3 separate regions of the Capra hircus genome follow, and all the other regions are linked to region 2. A link is a contact called in public Hi-C data. All regions are on one chromosome and are shown on one strand. Each heading gives the region's core, a stretch centred on a gene start, on an enhancer-like site or on the middle of the called end of the contact. The rest is flanking DNA. Distances are from core to core; before and after follow the strand shown.

The links. A called contact is a pair of places that touch in the nucleus more often than the background predicts.
Region 1: a Hi-C map of blood shows a contact between it and region 2, with 2.3 times the contacts expected there. The contact joins two enhancer-like sites. A contact is called at or near these places in 2 of 5 Hi-C or Micro-C datasets (both in blood).
Region 3: a contact with region 2 is called in a Hi-C map of liver, with 4 times the contacts expected there. The contact joins two enhancer-like sites. A contact is called at or near these places in 3 of 5 Hi-C or Micro-C datasets (blood and liver).

The regions. Positions count from the first base shown.
Region 1 is chr13:34,755,490-34,758,940 of ARS1.2, forward strand. No RefSeq gene overlaps it. Among named protein-coding and RNA genes, the nearest start is that of TRNAW-CCA, 53 kb to the left of the region's middle. Within about 2 kb of position 1,317, at least 1 of the 5 cell types and tissues checked has an H3K27ac peak or open chromatin away from gene starts, as enhancers often do.
Region 2 is chr13:34,633,427-34,636,838 of ARS1.2, forward strand. No RefSeq gene overlaps it. Among named protein-coding and RNA genes, the nearest start is that of MTPAP, 8.1 kb to the left of the region's middle. Within about 2 kb of position 1,910, at least 4 of the 5 cell types and tissues checked have an H3K27ac peak or open chromatin away from gene starts, as enhancers often do.
Region 3 is chr13:34,732,271-34,735,346 of ARS1.2, forward strand. No RefSeq gene overlaps it. Among named protein-coding and RNA genes, the nearest start is that of TRNAW-CCA, 29 kb to the left of the region's middle. Within about 2 kb of position 1,826, at least 1 of the 5 cell types and tissues checked has an H3K27ac peak or open chromatin away from gene starts, as enhancers often do.

The DNA of each region.
Region 1 (3,451 bases), core at 67-2,566, 120 kb after region 2:
CCCAGAGGCCCTCATCGCCTAGTGGCTAGGATTTGCCACAGTCTGGGCTTGATTCCAGGATAGGGAACTGAGATCCGGATTTGAGCTGCTGTACCCCAAGCCCCACCCATCAATCCCAACTAGCTTGCAAGCCAGAGCAGCTGGAAGGCTTTGAATGGGTGTTTCCAATTCTCTGTCAATCTGAAGATTTGAATCTCAAAGGTGGGCTTCATGCGCCTTCCCTGGAAGGAGACCACCCCCTGCCAGAGAAAGTGATGGGGAAATGTTTGTAGAAGAGAGACTTCATTTTCAAAAAGACTATGATTTACTGAGCTTGGACAACGCGCTTTTATCTCATTACCCACTTATCTCTGGATATCACCTGGGTTTGATCCCTGGTCGAGAAGATCCTCTGGAGAAGGGAATGGCAATCCATTCCCAGTATTCTTGACTGGAGAATCCCATGGATAGAGGAGCCTTTGTGGGCTACAGTCCAGGGGGTCACAAAGAGTCAGACGCGACTGAGTAACTAACACACACCCACTTATCTCAGAAACGTTGTGATGATATGAACTCAGATCCCTTTTTATAGAAGAAGAAAATGAGGTTACCAAAGCTAGAAACTCGTCGGGACCACTTGACTTGTCAGAAGCCTACAGGGCCTCTCATCTGTCTGCGTGGCTTCTAGGCAAAGTGGTTTCATGTCCCCCTGTTTACAGCCCTTTGTGCTGGGCTTTCTGGGGCACAGAGCCCTGCCTGCTCCACAAGACACCTGTGACACCCTTGGAGGACCGACTCCCACATTTCAGGCTTCCTCTTGACATGATATCCCCTCCCACCTTCCCCCCCCCCACCCCCCACCCCCCGCCAAGAAAGGAGGCCTTCTCGGACCCTCTACGTAAAATGGCAGCCCCCACTTCCTTGTCTTGCCCCCTTTCCTGGTTTTGCATTAATGCTTTCTTCTATATAAATAATTTGCGTATTTATTGAGTTTGTTGCGTGCCTGTCTCCCCACTAGAATTTATGCTCCACGGGAGCAGGGATTTCGGTCTGTTTTGTCCACTGCTGTGTCTCTGTGTAGAATAGTCTCTCAGAGTGCACGCAGAGCTGTGTACTCAGGGCTCCGGGTTGTCTGCTACCCGTGTGGGGTGGAGATGTGTCTGACCTTCAGGCGGACTCCCTATCAGCATCTTATCAAGGTGATGCCTTCGGGGCCCGAATGATCTGCATTTCCCCATTCCTACCAGGAGGTGGCAGTGTGCTCACTCGGCCGGAACCGGCTCTGCTGAGGTTTCCCGGATGCAGCAGCTGCTTGGTGCCTCTGGCCCAGGACTGCCCCCACTGCGAGTGCTGCTGCTGCTAAGTCGCTTCAGTCGTGTCCGACTCTGTGCGACGCCATAGACGGCACCCACCAGGCTCCGCCGTCCCTGGGATTTTCCAGGCAAGAACACTGGAGTGGGTCGCCATTTCCCTCTCCAGTGCATGAAAGTGAAAAGTGAAAGTAGAGTCACTCAGTCGTGTCTGACCCTCAGAGACCCCATGGACTGCAGCCTTCCAGGCTCCTCCGTCCATGGGATTTTCCAGGCAAGAGTACTGGAGAGAGAATTCTCTGTCGATCTAGGCCTGAAAGACCTGTCATAAAACCAGATGAAAAGCCCTTCTCTATTTATCCTGCTGAAGTCAGAACAAATAGTTAATAACACTTAAACATAGATCAGGGGGCCTGGTCAAGTATACATTGAAATTACCTGCAAGAAATTCTTGGGGGCACTTTCATTTATCTTGGGATTTTTCCTTCGTTGTGATTGTTTAAATATCTCCCTTCCCCCACCTTCCCAAACACCCCTATGCCAGTTGTTTACAGAGCTAAATTGAACAACTATTTCTTATGTGCCAGACAATTTGGGGAAAAGTAGAAATTTTCTTTTGGGAAAATGTTCTTTGTTAAAAATTAAAAAGCAGAAAAAATAAGAGCACAGTTCATGTAGCTTTCAACATGGGTAGATATTCTGATGCTCAGTTCAGTTCAGTTCAGTCGTTCAGTCGTGTCCGACTCTTTGCGACCCCATGAATCGCAGCACGCCAGGCCTCCCTGTCCATCACCAACTCAGACTCAGGCATGTTTAATAATCATGCAAGAAGTATTACAGATTAAAGAGCAAGACTATTTAATAAACATTTCTTGGGCACCTCCTGTGTGTCTGGCACTAAGTTCAGTTCAGGGAAATAAAATATGAATCAAAAAAGGTCATTGCTTCCAAGGAACCTAATCCCTAGTGAGAGTCAAAGATATTTGTACAATAAATTATGATACAAACAGAATAAAATATATGATAAAAAAATAAACTGAAAGTGTTCATAGAATATTCATCAAGATTTTTTCTTTTTTTTTCCATGCAGTCATGTCTGACTCTTTGTGACCCCATGGACAGTCCATGGAATTCTCCAGGCCAGAATACTGGAGTGGGTAGGGAATCTTCCCAACCCAGGGATCAAACCCAGGTCTCCCACATTGCAGGCAGATTCTTTACCAGCTGAGCCACATGGGAAGCCCAAGAACACTAGAGTGAGTAGCCTATCCCTTCTCTAGGGGATCTTCCAGACCAAGGAATTGAAAGTCCTCTCAAAGATACTACGGGAACAACTCATTTTTATTTTGCTGTAAATAACAAGGTAAAAATTGAGCATTTATTCTGTATTTTCTGTATAAAGCAGAGTCTCCTGCATTACAGGTCGATTCCTTACCAACTGAGCAATGAGGGAAGCTCGTTCACCAGGATAGACTATACATATTCTGAGTCATACAAACACTTCACTTCTTGCATGATTATTAAACATTGCTATAAGAAAAACTAGTTCCTCATTGACATCAAAAGGTGTTATGTCATTAAAAACTTTGGTATGAATACAGTGATAAAATTAAAAACAGAAAAATTAGAATCTAAAAGAAAGTACTTAAGGATTCCAAGGCTAAAGTGTATGTGTGTTTTGTGAGTTAATCAACTTCCAAAGAAGTCTATCAATAATAGATAGATGATGTTTTTGCTGATGTTTTGATGATGATATTTATGTAAATCTACAGTTATATATGTGGAGTTAATAAATTTTTTTAACAAATATTGATTAAAAATAAAGTTGATACCAGCAATTTTGCACAGGAATGTAGAAGCTGGAAGAAATAATTTTGGTCAGGGAAATCAGAGAAGACTTCCTGGAAGAGGTGGCTTTTATACCATCCCTTGAAAGATGAGCAGGACTTTGGTAGACTGAGGATGGGAAAGAAGTGTATTCCAAGCTAAGACACAGGCAAAACTAGAAGCCCAGAAGTGTGATCATTTTGTGATCTTGTGTATTTGGAGTGTGGGGCTGGGGCTGAATGTGGATGGTGTGGATCTAGGAATGTTAAATTCCACTTTGCAGAAAAAGTGCCTAGTGGCAGGGGCTCAATAATTGCTTATTGAGGGAAAACAGG
Region 2 (3,412 bases), core at 660-3,159:
TAGTGGCAAATGCTGGAAGGGAAAGCAAACATGAAGCAGATGTTCCCCAAAAGACATGGTGTGTTGTGAGGGAGGGGTGGGCCACAGGAATAGGCAAGCACGGTACATGAACACTCTCTCTCTCTCAAGACTGTGAGCAGCTTGCTGTTATAAGAATTGTAACTCAATCATCCTTGTTCCTCTAGCACTAAGAACATAATAGGTTCACAATTCATCGAATTATGAACCAAAATTTTAAAACACTTGCGCTAACACAGGGCATCTGCTCATAAACTGGCATATTACTTTTCATTTCCATTCGGTGTAATTGTCACTTGCTTCCATTGGCTCCCTTACAGAAATTTCATTATAATTTTATATGTCTGAAGACAAAGAATTTGTTAATCTTCTACCAATCTGGAATTAAGATAATTTGGACAGAGATGAGACTAAAGGTACCTTTCCATTGTTTATGAAACTGGACTTCGCAATGAAAACTAAATGTCAACTATGTGTGAATTTCTTTGAACCAGTTGAATTTTAGAAATGTTCTTCAGATAGTTTATCTATACTTCTCAGAAATTTAAATCCATATAATCTTTGATCCAGCAATTCTACTTCTAGAAATGTATAGTAGAGACATACTTGCTCTTAGTGGAAGAGGTAACAAATGATCTAAATGAAAGAGGAGGCTCTTTATCTACTGATCTGGAATGATCTTCAAGATACATTGCTAATTCAATATCCTATAATAAACCTTAATGGAAAAGAATATGAAAAAGAAGATATCTCTGTGTGTGGAACTGAGTCATTTTGCTATATATCAGAAACTAACACAGCATTGTAAATCAACTGTACTTCAATTAAAAAAAAAATTTAAAGAGAGATACATTATTAAAATTGCAAGTGGAGCAACCAGTGGGTAGGACACAAAACACACCCATTTGCTGGTGTGTGTGCAGACTACCTCTGGAAGGATACACAGAAAATCTGGTAGCCTTGATCGATTTTGGAGATGAGACTGAAAGGGTGGAAGGCAAGTATGGAAGGCGGATTTTTTTTTTTTTTTTTTGCCTTGTGTAGCTTTTGAACTTTTAAACATTTTCAAACATTATAACTCTAAATTTTATTTTAAAGATTCAAAACACTCCTTCATTAAAAATATAAAATATCTCATATCTATAGCTTGCCTCTGAGGAGATTAATTGAAGATCTAATGGGGCTGTGGGGGGGGTGGGGTGGAGGAGACAACTTACTTTCACTGTCTGCCTTTCGCATCTTTACCTTTTGTTTTTAACGATGTGTATCTGGGGGGAGAAAGGAAGTATGTACCTTTAAGCATTTTAGATCTTCCATATAACTTGGTATTTGAAGTTACTATATACATTCTTGGGTGGCTTCCCTGGTGGCTCAGAGGTTAAAACGTTTGCCTGCAATGCAGGAGACCTGGGTTCGATCCGATCCCTAGGTTGGGAAGATCCCCTGGAGAAAGGAAATGGCAACCCACTCCAGTATTCTTACCTGGAGAATCTCATGGACGGAGGACCCTGGTGGGCTAAGTACTACATTGAAAAAAATCTTATAAAGTTTTAAAATTACATGTTCTGAATTTATTCCAATTCAAACTGACCTTTCATATCCATATCTTTTGATGGTTTTGATGGTTTATGGCCATTTTTCCAACTGTTACTTGAGGTTCTGTAGTTCTAGATGCTGTCTACTTAAAAAAGTAAAAGCTTCTTTTAAAAACGTTCTCTTACTGACGATCCTACTTGCAAGGCAGCAAAGACATTCTGGACACAGCAGAGGGGAAGGGGAGGGTGGGATGATATGAGAGAATAGCACTGAAACATACATGTACGTTACCCTATCTAAAATAGATAGCTGGCGGGAATTTGCAGTATGATGCAGGGAACCCAAAGCCAGCGCTCTGTGACCACCTAGAGGGATGAGAAGGGGAGGGAGGTGGGAGGGGGGTTCAAGAGCGAGGGGACATGTGAGTACCTAATGCTGATTGATGTTGGTGCTTGGCAAAAAGCCATCGCAATATTGTAATTTTAATCCTCCAATTAAAAAAGATTTAATTCATATTATCTTTTAGTTAATCCTTTTGAATAGATTGTAGAGACCAGACAATTAAGGTCGACATGATGTTCTGTGAAACACAATCGATGAAACATGAAAATCGATCACCTGACAAGCCAGTTGTTAAGTATATTCAATGTGCTCATTACATAAACTCCAGCCTGCATCAGAGGGCCTTTGGGGTAGTTACAGCCCAACGAAACCACTCACTGAAATCCAGTATCAGAATTTGTCAGGGTTTATCAGGGACACACATAACTGCCAAAGTGCTGTCTCATGGTTATATTGTGCAAGGAGATCCACTGATCCTTGGCAGTTTCTGTAGAAATGATGACTAACTCCACCATTCACGTGTACCTATGAGGTCATCATCTGTCAACATTTAAAGTAATCGCTCAGGCTTTTCTTTTCAGGTCGGGAGCGCCCATTACCCCTTCCCTGAGTCTGTCTGTCAGGTCGTTCAAGAATCCCAGGAACATGCTTCTGCCAGGGGACAGTCTGGTCACGGGACACCACGAGAAATGAACACAGGGATCGCATCGTTTCTGGCAACTCAGGCCTTCTTTCTGCGGCTGCTGTTTCTAATATGGCCACACGGGGTCACTGTTGGACCCTGGTGATTTCACAGTGCTTCGAGGACGTGTCCACGACGGGCCCCCAAAGTAGGATGTCTGCTGAGGGACGGTGAGTGGTTTAGTCGCCAAGTCGTGTTCGTGTCCGACTCTTGCGACCCCATGGACAGTAGCACGTCAGGCTCCTCTGTCCATGGGATTTTCCAGGCAAGAATACTGGCGTGGGTTGCCATTTCCGTCTCCAGGGGATCTTCCAGACCCAGGAATCGAACCTTGGTCTCTGGCAAATAAGCGGATGCCTGCTTGATTCCTGCTTTGCAACCGGATTCGTTACCGACTGAGCTACGAGGGAAGCCCAGACTCAATGCCCCCAAAAATAGCTTACCTTTACTGTGAGCTCACTATGGACCAGTACTGTACGCTGCCTACTTGTATCACTTTATTTAAACCTCGCAACATGCCTGTGTTAAAAAACAAAATGCCACGGAGTAAAACTGAAGATCTAATTGGTTTTATTCAGTGATTCGGAAGCAGGGCAGCACCTCACCTCGCATCTAAAAGGCACTCCAACGGGTGGTACCAAATGGACGGTTTCTATGAGAGAAGGATGGGGCAAGGGAACTATTAGTAAAAAGAAAGGAAAAGATTATTTGAGGCCCAGACACTTTTGGAGTGGGAGGGGGAAGGGAGTTTATCACACAGCTGGCCGCCTCCCCCTTTCGAGGTGGGGAGGGGAGTGGAAAGGACCCATGTGACAGATGAGGTCATTGGTGCTG
Region 3 (3,076 bases), core at 576-3,075, 99 kb after region 2:
CCGGGGCAGAGAATACAAGCCTCCGAGGCTCTGTGGTCAGCCCTTTACGAGAGCTGCATCCGCGTTCTGTGAAAACTGTGAGACGCTGCTGGCTGGAGGTACCGCGGCTCACCACGGCAGCTTCCTGCCTCCCTGACTGGGATGCTCTTCTCAGGCCTCATGTAACTGGGCCCCCTACACCCCCACCAGTCTTCCACCCAAATACAACTTGGCCTGCCAGAGGCTGAGGAAAGACCAGATCTTCATTTTTCTTCCTGGGAAGGGTGCGCCTTAGCCGCTTACTTTGTGGTCATTCATCAGTGAACTTTAGGGCATGGTCATGGTGTTATTTGGGGCCCCTGGTGACTGTTGGGGGGGCAGAGACATGTAAAGATGTCCCTGGATGAAAAGACGGTCTGTTGATTTTTTGCCTTTTCAATCGGATAACCACTGATCCTCTAGCAAGAATGAACTTGGTTTCCCTCTAGTACTCAGCCTTGTCCTTTGTTCAGAGAGGAGAAGAAGGCAAGACACAGGCCCTGCCTCTGCAGAACACCTCCCTAGAGATGGATTTCTGCAGTCTTTCATTCATTTATTCAACAAATATTTTTTGAGCATCAACCATGTGCAAGGTCTTGATGTGGGCATTTGGGATACAAGCCAAAACAAGGATCCCTGCCCTGAAGGACAGCCATCCTAGGTACGTACACATGCATTTTTATTCTCAGAATTGTTACCGAGTCCAAGCTGACTCTGCTTGCTACCCAACAGGCCAATAAATCGGAGACGAGGTACCGAGGCAAGGAATACGAATGTGTTGGAAAGCTGGTTGACGGAGAAAATGGCAGAGTAATGTCTCGAAATAACCATTTTATCTGCATCTGGATCAGAGACAGGGAGGTGAGGAAAAGTAAAAAGGTCATTAATGTTGCAAGCATTTCCTAGAATGGCAAGCCTCAGGCAGAGGATGTGTTAATTTCTTCCTTCTTAGCCTCTATATGTGGACAGGGTCCTGAACAAAACACTTTAATAGACAGAGGGGCAGGATTTTCTGAGGCAGACCATTATGTATGATTATAATGACAAAAGCAATGAGAAATAAGTTTAAAAAAACAGTTCCAACATGGAATCAGAAGTGGATGTTCCCCACCACACACACACCCCACCCCTGCCCCTGCCAACAGAAAGTTTCCCTGGTGGCTCAGATGGTAAAGGGTCTGCCTGCAATGTAGACCCCTGGATTTGATCCCTGGATTGGGTTTCATTCCCTGGAATAGGAAGTGGCTACCCATTCCAGCATTCTTCCCTGGAAAATCCATGGATAGAGGAGTCTGGTGGGCTACAGCACATGGGCTCACAAAGAGTCGGACACTACTGAGTGACTAACGCTTCATGACTTCCCCCAAGAGAATCTGGCTTTGAAATGCCCCCAAAGGAGACTACTCCTTGAGGAAACCTACTGAATTCTTTTGTAAGACACTGGCTACTTTCTAGCCTAATGCAGTGGAAAGCATTGTAGGAGACCCTCGTATGTCTACACTGATTTTGGACTCTTGAGCAATTCACAGAACCAGGGCTGGCTACATGACTTGTAGGGCCCAGTGCAAAATGAAAAAGTGGGACTTCTTGTCCTGAAAGCAGGGGAAAAGCTATTTTCTTTCCCTGGGAGCCTCCCTCTCCACCTGCTGTGGTGCTTTGTAGTTTCAGTTTAAGGTCTCACTCCCTTAAACACAAGGACACTTGGAAGATGAGTTCAGACTCACAGACCCCCAGACCCCACCGAGTGACAGGGCGAACTGTGTATGCCTTGCAGCTTGGCCCTTTGCAGGCCTGTGTCCAGGATGGGGGTGGCAGACAGTAGGGTTGGTGGGGGGTGGCAGCCAGGGAGCGGGTAGCCAAGAACTCGGTGGGGGCAGAGAGGCAGCAGGGGTGGACAGAAGGTGACTCCAGCCCCCCAGACATCTTTCTCATCCTCCTGGACTTCCCTGACGAAACACAAATCCAAGACCAAACTGCTAAGAATATTAATTGGTAATAAATTAGTCCTCAAGTTCTGAGACCTCAGAGTGCTAAGCCTTGTGTGACTACAAGGCTGGCCACAAGGATGGTCCTGCACAGAGCCATTAACTAGTGTATATAAGAAAGGGATAATAATACCTCTCTTCTAGCTCCCAGCTCAGTTCTGAGACCCAAAAGAGGAATCAGAGGAAGTATTTTGAAAAAGTTCTGTATTTTATATATATACATATGTGTATATATGTGTGTGTGTGTGTTGATTAATATAATAAGGCACTTCTTTACTTGAGCCCAGTTTCCTACATCCAAGATATCATGTTGGCTTAACGTGATCCATACGTGTAAAGGGTTTCACACCCAAGGATAAATATTCCATTTCCCGACTCTGTCGAAACAGCTTATCTACAGTGCCATAACAGCCTGCTATAAAAAGGCCACGTGATTTGGCCTCTTGGAGGTCTCATAGCAAGCAGATAGCAGAAAAGCTCCAAGATCAGCTTTGCCCACGAGCCCCTGAAAACCTCCTTGTTGTGTTACAGGAAAATTCCATGAAGTGTTAAAAAAAAATGTTTTTCATGGCAGTTTATTGGTCTTGAGGGGCTGGTATCATGTAGAGGTTAATTAGGCCTGGACTTGAACCCAAATCTACTGATACTGGGAGCATGATCTAAATAACCCTCTCCATTTACCATGAAATGGATGTGATATACAACTATTTTTTTAAACAGTTATTTATTTGGCTGCATCAGGTCTTAATTGCAGCACTCAGGCTTAGTTGCCCAGCAGCATGGGGGATCTTAGTTTCCCGACCAGAGATTAAACCTGTGTCTCCCGTCTCCTGCATTGAAAGGCAGGTTCTTATCACCAGCAGGGAAGTCCTGGATGTGATGTTAACAGCACCTTAAAGACTTCTTGCAGCATTAAATATGCATGCAGAGGACTCAGCACAGGACCAGGCACGCAGTAGGTGCTCAGCAAATGTTAACCATGATTACTTTCAGCTTGGGGATTGTTTAGGCTCATGCCAGAGACTTGAAGAGTAGTAGTTTTGGCTGGACACATATTCGATGAGTATCATTCC